Regions from separate parts of the Sus scrofa genome. Here all the other regions are linked to region 1. The links are chromatin contacts, called in public HiChIP or PLAC-seq maps. All regions are on one chromosome and are shown on one strand. The core of a region is the stretch at or near the end of the contact, and the rest is flanking DNA. Distances in the headings are between cores, read along the strand shown. Region 1 overlaps LOC106508008 (a long non-coding RNA gene). Region 2 holds the start of TPRG1 (tumor protein p63-regulated gene 1 protein). Region 3 overlaps LPP (lipoma-preferred partner).

What was found. HiChIP or PLAC-seq counts read pairs in DNA pulled down with a chosen protein or histone mark.
Region 2: an H3K27ac HiChIP or PLAC-seq map of alveolar macrophages shows a contact between it and region 1. The contact joins the promoter of TPRG1 here to the enhancer-like site in region 1. A contact is called at or near these places in 5 of 5 promoter capture datasets (fetal liver, fetal skeletal muscle, liver and 1 more), 13 of 47 Hi-C or Micro-C datasets (blood, embryonic fibroblasts, fetal heart ventricle and 6 more) and 2 of 2 datasets of contacts at active chromatin or transcription factors (alveolar macrophages and skeletal muscle).
Region 3: a contact with region 1 is called in an H3K27ac HiChIP or PLAC-seq map of alveolar macrophages. The contact joins two enhancer-like sites.

The regions. Positions count from the first base shown.
Region 1 is chr13:125,418,074-125,421,236 of Sscrofa11.1, reverse strand. LOC106508008 (a long non-coding RNA gene) reads right to left here. Exons shown (of 5, transcript XR_002337803.1): 3 at 3,129-3,163. Among named protein-coding and RNA genes, the nearest start is that of BCL6, 30 kb to the right of the region's middle. Within about 2 kb of position 1,551, at least 2 of the 83 cell types and tissues checked have an H3K27ac peak or open chromatin away from gene starts, as enhancers often do. A contact at or near this core is called in alveolar macrophages and skeletal muscle, where this site is marked.
Region 2 is chr13:126,528,417-126,531,579 of Sscrofa11.1, reverse strand. TPRG1 (tumor protein p63-regulated gene 1 protein) reads right to left here and starts at 1,619. Exons shown (of 7, transcript XM_013982282.2): 1 at 385-1,619.
Region 3 is chr13:126,466,070-126,469,232 of Sscrofa11.1, reverse strand. It overlaps LPP (lipoma-preferred partner), which reads right to left. Exons shown (of 11, transcript XM_021071250.1): 11 at 1-3,163. Among named protein-coding and RNA genes, the nearest start is that of TPRG1, 62 kb to the left of the region's middle. Within about 2 kb of position 1,697, at least 2 of the 83 cell types and tissues checked have an H3K27ac peak or open chromatin away from gene starts, as enhancers often do. A contact at or near this core is called in alveolar macrophages, where this site is marked.

The sequences.
Region 1 (3,163 bases), core at 302-2,801:
GTAGGTCATAGATGCGGCTTGGAACCCGCATTACTGTGGCTGTGGCATACGCTGGTGGCCGCAGCTCCCATTCGACCCCTAGCCTGCATGCCTCAGGTGCATCTCTTAAAAAAAAAAAAAGAAAGAAAGAAAAGAAAAATGTACTAGAAAGTGTATTTAGCACCTACTAGGTCCTGGGGGAAGGAAATGGAAGGTGAGTCTCTTTGCACGGGCCTCAGATAACCATAAATAACATAGGCAGATGATTTTAAAGAAGCCATTTTTGTAGGTAAGGACTACTTGGATTTGGAGGCAAAGGAGGACCATTTTCTTTTTGGTGTGAAACACCGAGAATGTTAGGGATGAAAGAGGCCTGGGGCAGCCTGTGGACTTAGACATCTTAGATTGTAAAACTGAGCTGTGTAAAGAAGGGTTCCACAGGGATTCACAGACTTTAAAAAACATAAAAACAACCCCCTTCCCAAGCCACCCCTCTTTTCTGAAGGTGCTACGGAAACCTTGAAAAATGGGTCTTTGCAAGGAAGCAGAAAACCTGGTGAGATGGTGTAAGGTCAAGAGCATGGGCTCTGAACTCAGCCAGGGTTTAAATCTCCCTCATCTGCTTTTTAGCTCTTGGATCTGAGGGAGACTACTTCCATTTGGAAACTCTGAGCCTCGACTTCTGAAATGCAGACTCTGCCTATGTCTCTCTTCATTATGAGTTTAGATTATATCACAAGGGGTTCAGCAAAGCTCTGTCTCTCATTCCTCCCCACACCCACAAAGCCCTCCTCAGCCTCTGTCTTTCTCTGCACCCTTGGTCGGAAGCACTTGCTGCTTTCTCCCTTCTCATCTACCACATTCAGGTGTTGGATCAGATGATTTCCAAATTTCTGTTACATGAGTCTAACTGTCTGGTCCTACTTTTTACCAGATGGCTGGGCTAGCTGGATAGGATATCAAACAGTCTATTTTCTATACATTTATGTTAATGAGCCATTTACTGAGCTTTACCACATTTAATCCTCAAAAGAATACCTGTAAGGTAGCAGTTGCTTTCCCCCTTTATAAATCAGCAAACCAAGCCAAAAGGCATGGAGAGAAATCATCCTAGACCTATGGTTTGGGGGCAGGCTTGCAGAGGAGACTCTTTTGAAAGGCTTAACAATAGCACAAGAAAATGAGGCCTTTCATTATACCCGTGGCCTTGAAAATCAAGTGGAAACTTCCCAGTTTTCACTCCATCCATCGCCCCTCCTCTTGCACTAAATGCTTTAGTCATCTTCTCTTTCTTTTTTGTTGTCTTTTTCCTGTGTTGCCATTCCAGGCTGAGGTCATGACTCTCCTAAGAGCCTTAATCAAATCTGGAAGGCAACAGGGCTGAACACAGGATCTTTCCTACCTGACTCCTGGACTGAACAAGTGCAAAGAAAGCTGATGTTGGGAATCCAGCTCTTGCTGCCTGCGGCTGTGGGGCTGGCTATGAATTTTTACCAGCTCTTGCCTGATCATCTTTCTTTGGCCTTTGACATACTTGTCACTGGATCCGTGGTAAAGCCAGTCTTTCTCTCTAGCCACTAATTTGTATTTCCCCCAGAGAGCCTAGAACTATGCCCTACCCAGCGGGTACTCACTGTACTGGAGGTGGTGTCGCCAACCAACACAGCCCCAGATTACATTAAGTATTTCAGCAATTGCAATGAATTTCTGGCCAGCCTTGATGGTTTGGTCAGCTTCAGTCCCAGCCTTGCCCCTCAGAGATTGACAAAGCCCAGTTTCAACTAATTCTTAATAATGCAATTAAATTTTTGGAAACTGAGCTGGGTTTCATATTTAAATGGTGACTTTCACCACACAGGAGAGGTTGGCCAAATGCAGGAGGAACTGGAAGATTTTTGCAAAGAGATGAATTTGGATTTTCCATTTTTAGAAAAGCTGCATATGCTCATGTGCAGGTAACACTCCAGGCTCAGGGGTTCCCAAGGGCCAAAAGAGTGGGTAAAGCATGAACCCCTAAACCAGCATGCCTCATAGGGAATCATCAGTATCCTCAAAAAGAAAACTAATATTAGTAGTAGAATCTAATGGTAGATATGAATTTTGTTTAAATATTCTTTATATTTTTACATTTTCACAATAAAATATTTGGGAAAAAAAGAAAAGATTTGGAAAGATTTCATGGATGGAACTAGAGACTCTCATACTAAGTGAAGCAAATCAGAAAGAGAAAGACAAATACCATATGACATCACTTTTATCTGGAATCTAATATATGGCACAAATGAACCTTTCCACAGAAAAGAAAATCATGGACTTGGAGAATAGACTCCTGGTTGCCAAGGGGGAGGGGGAGGGAGTGGGATGGATTAGGAGTTTAGGATTAATAGATGCAGACTATTGCCTTTGGAATGGACAAGCAGTGAGACCCTGCTGTGTAGCACTGGGAACTGTATCTAGTCATTTATGATGGAGCATGATAATGTGAGAAAAAAGAATCTATACATGTATGTGTAACTGGGTCACTCATGCTGTACAGTAGAAAACTGACAAAGCACTGTAAACCAGCTATAATAAAAAAAATCATTATGTAAAAAAGAAAGAAGAAAAAAGAAAAGTAGGGGCAGAATTAAAACGTTTCTGCTTTTGAAATGCAACAACACTTACCTCTCAGGGCCATTGCAAGGATGGCATTAGGGCATATGCGGAAGGGCTTGCTCAGGGTCTTGCTCAGAACAGGGAGCAATGAATGTATTTATTAACACCACAGCATGGGAAAAGGCACCACTCTGAAGTTAAACGACTGCATCTTGAACTTCATGCTGCAGCTCACTAGCCCAGCTGGTGCCTTTCCATCCCGGGTCCCAGTCTCCTCATCTTTCTAATTGGAATAATAATCACAGCATATTTCTCAGGGTCACAAGGAGAAGCATGTTAGAGAACTGTTGAGAAAGTTCTTTGCAAACTAGAAAGCTCTCTAGGCAAAATAAAACATTATGAGATGTATACCTAACTTCTGTGCCCTTGTTTCAGCTCTTCTCTCTGCCTGAAACGCCCTCCTTCCCCACACCCTCTCTTCCTAACCTGGCTATTGAAGGCCTAACTTTCATTTATAAGGCAGGAGAACATAATGGCTGAGAGCAAAGCCTTACCTGGCTGGGTTCAAATTCCCACTTCTGTTTGTTAG
Region 2 (3,163 bases), core at 370-2,869, 1.1 Mb before region 1:
TATACTGACATTATTAAAAAGACCCAAGAGTTGAAAGAGAAAGCTATCACTTCTAGAGAGGGTAACTGGCATTTGAGCTGAGTTTTGAGGGATGCAAAGGATTTAAATGTTTGGTAGTGAGAGGTCACATAGTCTTCTGGGTGATTTACGGAAAAAAAAAAAAAAGAAGAAGAAGAAGAAGAGGAAGAAGAAAAAGAAGCCAAGGCACAGGGGCAAGGGAGCACAGGCCTCTGTGGAACATGGTGAGGAAGCAGAGTGGAACTGCTGTGGTGACAGTGGCAGGCATGGGGAGACCAGGCAAGGACAGGGCAGAAGAGTGCTGATGCCGGGCTGGCCTTGATTCTAATTGTGTGGACACCACCAAGGGTGAGATGTCCTCCTTACCTAAGTGAGGTTGCACAAATCAGCTTTCTTGGACTTGGACTTGGGGTGAGACTACCCAGATGTCCAGACTCACAGACCACAGACTGCTGCTGTTCTCACCAGGTCAACTGTCTTCCCTCCAACAGGCGAGGGAGTCTCATCATTTGAGGAACTGCACCACACCTCTCCTGGTTTCAGCACTTTCTCTCTCCATCCAGCCGCTGGAGAAGTGGGTTTGGAAGTTAGGGGGAAGTGTCTGTTTGGTAATCCAACAGGACTGGACAGCTTGCAGGGGGTGGATTTTAGGGGCTATCCCCTTGTGAACATTCAAACCTTTGAAGCTTCATAGTGCGACTACTTATATTCCTATTTTTCAGAAGTATACACAAGACCAGAAGAAGCTGGGACCTTGGGGCTATCAGAGGAGTCAAGAGAGGGAGACTATCTCTGTATCTGTGACGCTGAGCAGAGCTTTGCCATTTGTGAGTGACATTCACATTTGGGCCTCACAAATTTTGCAAGACAGGTCAGTAAGGTGTTATTGTGGCCAGCAATTGACATAGAAGGGAATTAAGGAGCAGACAAATGGATGACTCATCCAAGGTCACACAGCAAATGACAGAGCTCAAGTCTCCTGGAGCCCCGCCATGTACACAGGCGGCAACCACACAGCCTGCCCTCAGAAAGGCAATGAGGAGAGGAAGGAGGTGGACTGGGAGGAGAGGAGGAGGAAGGGGAAGCATCATTGGAGAAGAGGAAAGGCAAAACCCTTCATTCTAGTTGTGAGGTCTGGGATGGACCTAGAATCTTCTCCCTTAATCCTTTCCCATCTCACTCCCAGGTTTCCTCTCAGACCCAATAAAACGCGTCCGAGGCTGTGCAGTAGGGAGGCGCTGCCGGGTAATGTCTTTCCTGAGGCTCTAGCTGGGCCCCCTCGGGGAGGCCCAGCCTTTCAAAGGCTGCTTGTACACTGGGACCCGATGCAGGGGCGGCTGGAGGGCTTAGGTCAGGAGGAGGGGCCGAGTCTGCCTTTGGTGCCTAGAAATCAAAGCAGCCAACCTTGGGCTTTTTCTTCCCCTCACACTGAGGCACTTTTATTGGCGAGATGAAGGGAGGCAGAGCGGGCCTACAGTCCTCGCTTTGCTTTTGGAGGTTAATGACCCAGTTAGCAGCTCTTGGCTGCGTTTCCGACATTTTGCAGACATCAAGCCCCGCGTCTCTGCCAAGTACATTCTGTTCCCTGGAGCTCATCCAAAGCATCTCAGATTACTATGTAATGCGACAGAGGGAGAGGTGGCTGGGAGGGGCCGCAGGGAGGGCGGGGGAGCGAGCAGGAGCCCGGAGGGCGGGGCGCCGAAGCGCTGGGGCGGGGTGAGGGGGATGCCACCCCACATATAGCTGCCCTCCTGGACACGCAGCCCCAAGGTGCTTATTTGCTGCACTGGAGGGACCCCAAAGTGAGGCTGCGGAGGCCCCCGGCGTCCAGGCAATAAGAGAAAGAATCCTCCGACTGAGGGCCAAGCTCCCAACCCAGGGCGGGGCTGAGGTAGGGGCCGCTGGAGACACCCGGCTGGAAGGAAGGGGAGCGGACGAAGGGGAGGGGCTAAGGGGATAGGCCCCGCCCCTAGGCCCGTCCCCCTGTAGCGCCAGCTGCAGCCGCAGCCTGTGCTCTAATTATAGACGTGAATGGAAAGCGGTAGCTTTTGAATGATCGTGTTGCTCCGGCTGCCTTTGGAGGCTGAGGAGCAGGTGCTGCCCCGCTAGATACAAAGTGATTCATTTAAAAGCCCTCTGTCACGCATGCACGCTCACCGACGTACACGAATCCTCTGGCTCTCTCTCGCACCATCGCCAGGCAGTGGTTCCAGAATTGATTTAGGAGACCCGGACCCTAGGGAATGGGACAGTGCCTGGAAGTCTTTTTCTTTCTCTTTCTCCATCCTTAGAAAACTCCCCATGGCTGAAAAGAACCTCAGGCCTTTTCAAGCTGTGGGAAAGTAGCATTTTGTTTTACAGATGGAGAAACTGAGGTTGCGAGAGAAACTGGGATGTATTTCTGGGCCACAGGATGTGTCAGTGCAGACAGCCCAGCTTCCTGATGGCCTCTCTCTTTCCCTCATCAGGTTGGAACTTCACTTCAGTGACATCCATTTCCAGGCATGGAGGCTTTGTACATGTGCTTCCCCCTCCTTTCCCGGTTCAGCTCCTCCCCCTTCCTACCCCGCGCCCCCATCCACTCCCACACAGACAAATTGCTAGTGCCAGCTAATTCTCAATGGTAGGTTTAATAGTTTTGGGCCTGGAAACGGAGCAACGTAAAAAACCATGCTCATTTTCCCATCAGTTAGATGTGAGTCAACCAATGTGCCCTTCCTCAGCATAACGGGGTAGGGAGGAACTCCCCAGGAGGCAAAGCCTACACTTGTCTTCCTCAGCATCTCAGGAACCCCTAGCACCCACAGTGAGCCCAGTGCTCTCATGAGCATCGTGACCTAATCCAGGCCACACAAGTGCAATAGAAAGTCACATGTCCATATCACAGAGTCTCTGCAGAAATGGAGTAGAAGCAACTTGCTCACAGTCATCTGCTGGTGAGTGGCAAGCTGGGAGCCAAATCCAGGACTGACACCCCTTTCCTGGGTTCTGTTCAGTACTCATGCTATGGTCTACACTGGGGAGCAAGGATCCACCTGGTCATGGAAGGGGGTCACTCACAGTGTCCTGGGTTTCTCTAAGCTGGCTGCTAGCCTCCTCCCCCCACAATCTTGAGTCACTGCTACCTTATTCTCTCCTCCATCCT
Region 3 (3,163 bases), core at 448-2,947, 1.0 Mb before region 1:
CCTGGAAGCTAGTCTCAGTTGACTCTTCTGACAAGGGAAAAATACATTGTTAGTCATAGCGATTTTTAAACACCTCATAAACTTGAAGCTATGAATGTTTCACTTGTTTAAACAACTACAGTTGCTAATCCCTAAAACCCCTATGAAAATTCTCAGAGTTATACTATACAAGAGCTCTCTTGTCATTGTTTGAATTATGACCTGCCCTGTCTTTCACATTCCTTCTTCCCCTCCTGAATCCCACTCTTCTTGGAGACAGGTTAAAAAACGAACAAACAAACAAACAAAAAAAACCCCAAAACCCCTCTGCCTACATATCAAAACAACACACTCATTGAGATTATCATTAATTCTGGGCAAATTCATTTATGTATTGAATTATGTTTGTATTAGGTATGCTTTTACCTTCTGTATAGGTGACCCTCTGAAAAAAGGAAAATCAAGGTCAATTTATAGAAAGTGGGAGTAAGGGTGAAACCAAAAATGGAAATACATTCCTAGAATTGTAAGCTTTTTCCAAAGAGACTTTACATAAAATGACACAGAGGGCATGTTCTGGTCAATATTAGCCAGAGTTCAAAAGAATCTCAGATCCAGGGAGTTTCTGTTGTGGCTCAGCGGTTAGCAAACCCAAGAAGCATCCATGAGGACATGGGTCCGATCCCTGGCCTTGTTCAGTGGGTTAAGGAGCCAGCATTGGTGTGAGCTGTGGAGTAGGTCACAGATGTGGCTCAGATCTGGCACTGCTGTGGCTGTGGCGCAGGCCAGCGGCTTCAGCTCTGATTGGACCCTTAGCCTGGAAATCTCCATATGCAACGGGTGGGGCCCTAAAAAAGACAAAAGACAAAAGACAAAAGAAAAAAAAAATCTCAGATCCAAATTTTAAGATAATGCTTTACAGAAAGACCCAGATTGTTCTTCTCATGTTGCTTTTTATAAACAGACTAAAGGGCTGGTAATCTGTGCTTTAGGGAAAAGCTCTGTTGCTGACCTACTCCTGCAAAATACTGTGATTCAAGCATTAGTATTTAATATTGTCATTGGAAAAGTGCTGATATGTGTAAAAATTCTAGAAAGATAATAGTTTTTCCCTGCTATAAGGAAAATTCTCAAATTTCATTGATCTAAAATAACATGCTACCATTTAAAAACATGATTGTTTTCTTGGTCAAAATGCTTTGGATTTAAAAAAAAAATCTTAACCTAGTCTGAGAAAGATCACTTTGCTTATAGCTGAGAAAAGTAGGACAGTAATAAATGAATTTGCCAAGAACTCTATGATCTGAGTCCCTGAAGAAAACTCATTAAAATAAAACTGAAAGACTCTATTATCTCACCTCACTTTATGAATAAACACAATCTGGAAAATATGCTCTTTTAAAAGGATTTATGGATGCTGCATATATTTTGTGATACAATTCTTCCCTTATATGATCATAATTCTGTAAGGATCATAATATGTTGATTTATTTATAAAAAGTCCAAGCAGGATAGCATTAATAAGTAGGAATGGAAAGGAATGAAGGGAGGAAGGAAAGGAAACAAAGAGAAAGAGGGAGGAAGAATTCTCACCATGCCACACAGCTTTAATCAGATCACTTTTTAAAAATTTGAAATAATAAGTGAACTAAACAGCCTCATGAGAGAAGCTATCTGTCAAGGAAATAACTTGACCTGAAATGTCCATGATTACACCACAGTAATGACTCAGAACCAAGGTCCTCCACTTGTTCTGTCCATTATTAAATAAAAAAACAAAAACAAAACCAGACAAACCAAAAATTACAGCAATTTAAAAAAGCGGGTATGTTGAATGGGTGTTAAAGACCCAAGCAGAAGTTGTCTGTCCTGTTTATCTAAAATTAGAGTAGGATCACTAAGTAAGACCACCTAATCACCAACAACACCCAAGACATCACCTTATGGCAAAAGAATGTTTTCCTAATTCAGATATTCCCAGATACTTCCAAGAGACAGCAAATAGAAATACTATTAGAGTACATTAAGATAAAGAGTTCAGACTTCTCTGGATTTTGACTTTTTGATGAGTACATCCTTGAGATTTGGGGATGGTTATTTACATGACAGACTCGTCTGTGGAGCATTCATAATAGTATAAAGATGCTTTAAAAATAAGGCACAAGTACATGCTGCTCTTGATTGTCAACCATGAAAGTGCACCAAAAGAGCGATCTCAGGAAATGAACTTGAGGCATATTTTGCAGAGGTATATCTTTTTCAGCCTCCTGGTTTCCTACAGATGGCTAAAGCAGGGTATGGAACATGCTGTCATATTTCATTCATAACACACATGTACTGTAGCTCTAGGCAACAGATGGACAATCGCTTGTTTAAACTACAAATGTGAAATACTAAGGTAGAATAGCAATATTTCTAGAAATGTATATGGAAAAAAAGCCTTTCCACGCCAAGAGGAATGGTGAGAGGCTGTGAGGTTACATCAGTGTTTCCCTGATCTCCCTAGCAGCTGCCATAATTTCCCCAACACCCTTCAGAACTTGATAATGGAGGGATCAAGGGGCAGCCGACATAGATTTGACAAGAGAAGCCCAAACCATATCAAATAGAAATAACACTGTTATTCCTGGCTGGTTCACATTAATAGGATTTTTACTAACTAGGAAAACTGTTGGAAGTTGTATCTTCAGAGTCCTGTCTAGATTCCAGAAACCCTCTACTATAGCCCCACGGCAAAATGCTCTCTTATTTCCTCTGGACCTAAATATTGTTTAAATGTAGTTAGAGTTTATATACTTGAAACATCATCACAAACATCTTTGCAAACTCTTTCATAGTGAGAAAACAATTATAGTGTTGATAACTCCACTGTATTCATCAGCATACACTCAGTGAAGTACTTTGGATCAGAGAAGTTGCTCCCGCAGAAACAATGTATTTGGAAAAGGAAAAAGAACCCACGTCTTTGAGCTGCAGAGCCATCCAGCATCTCGAAGCTTTGATATGCACTATATGGGGTGAGGACACAGACTTCTTTTTGAGTGCTAATGGTCAATTTGTTCGCAGGTGAGACTCCACGCTGAGTCGCTCTGCACCACAGAACCAGGTGAAAAAGAAATCTAACTGTGAAATGGTCTGCAGAACCAAGGACATTGTGGGTTTTCTTTCCTTTTTCACGCCTCTC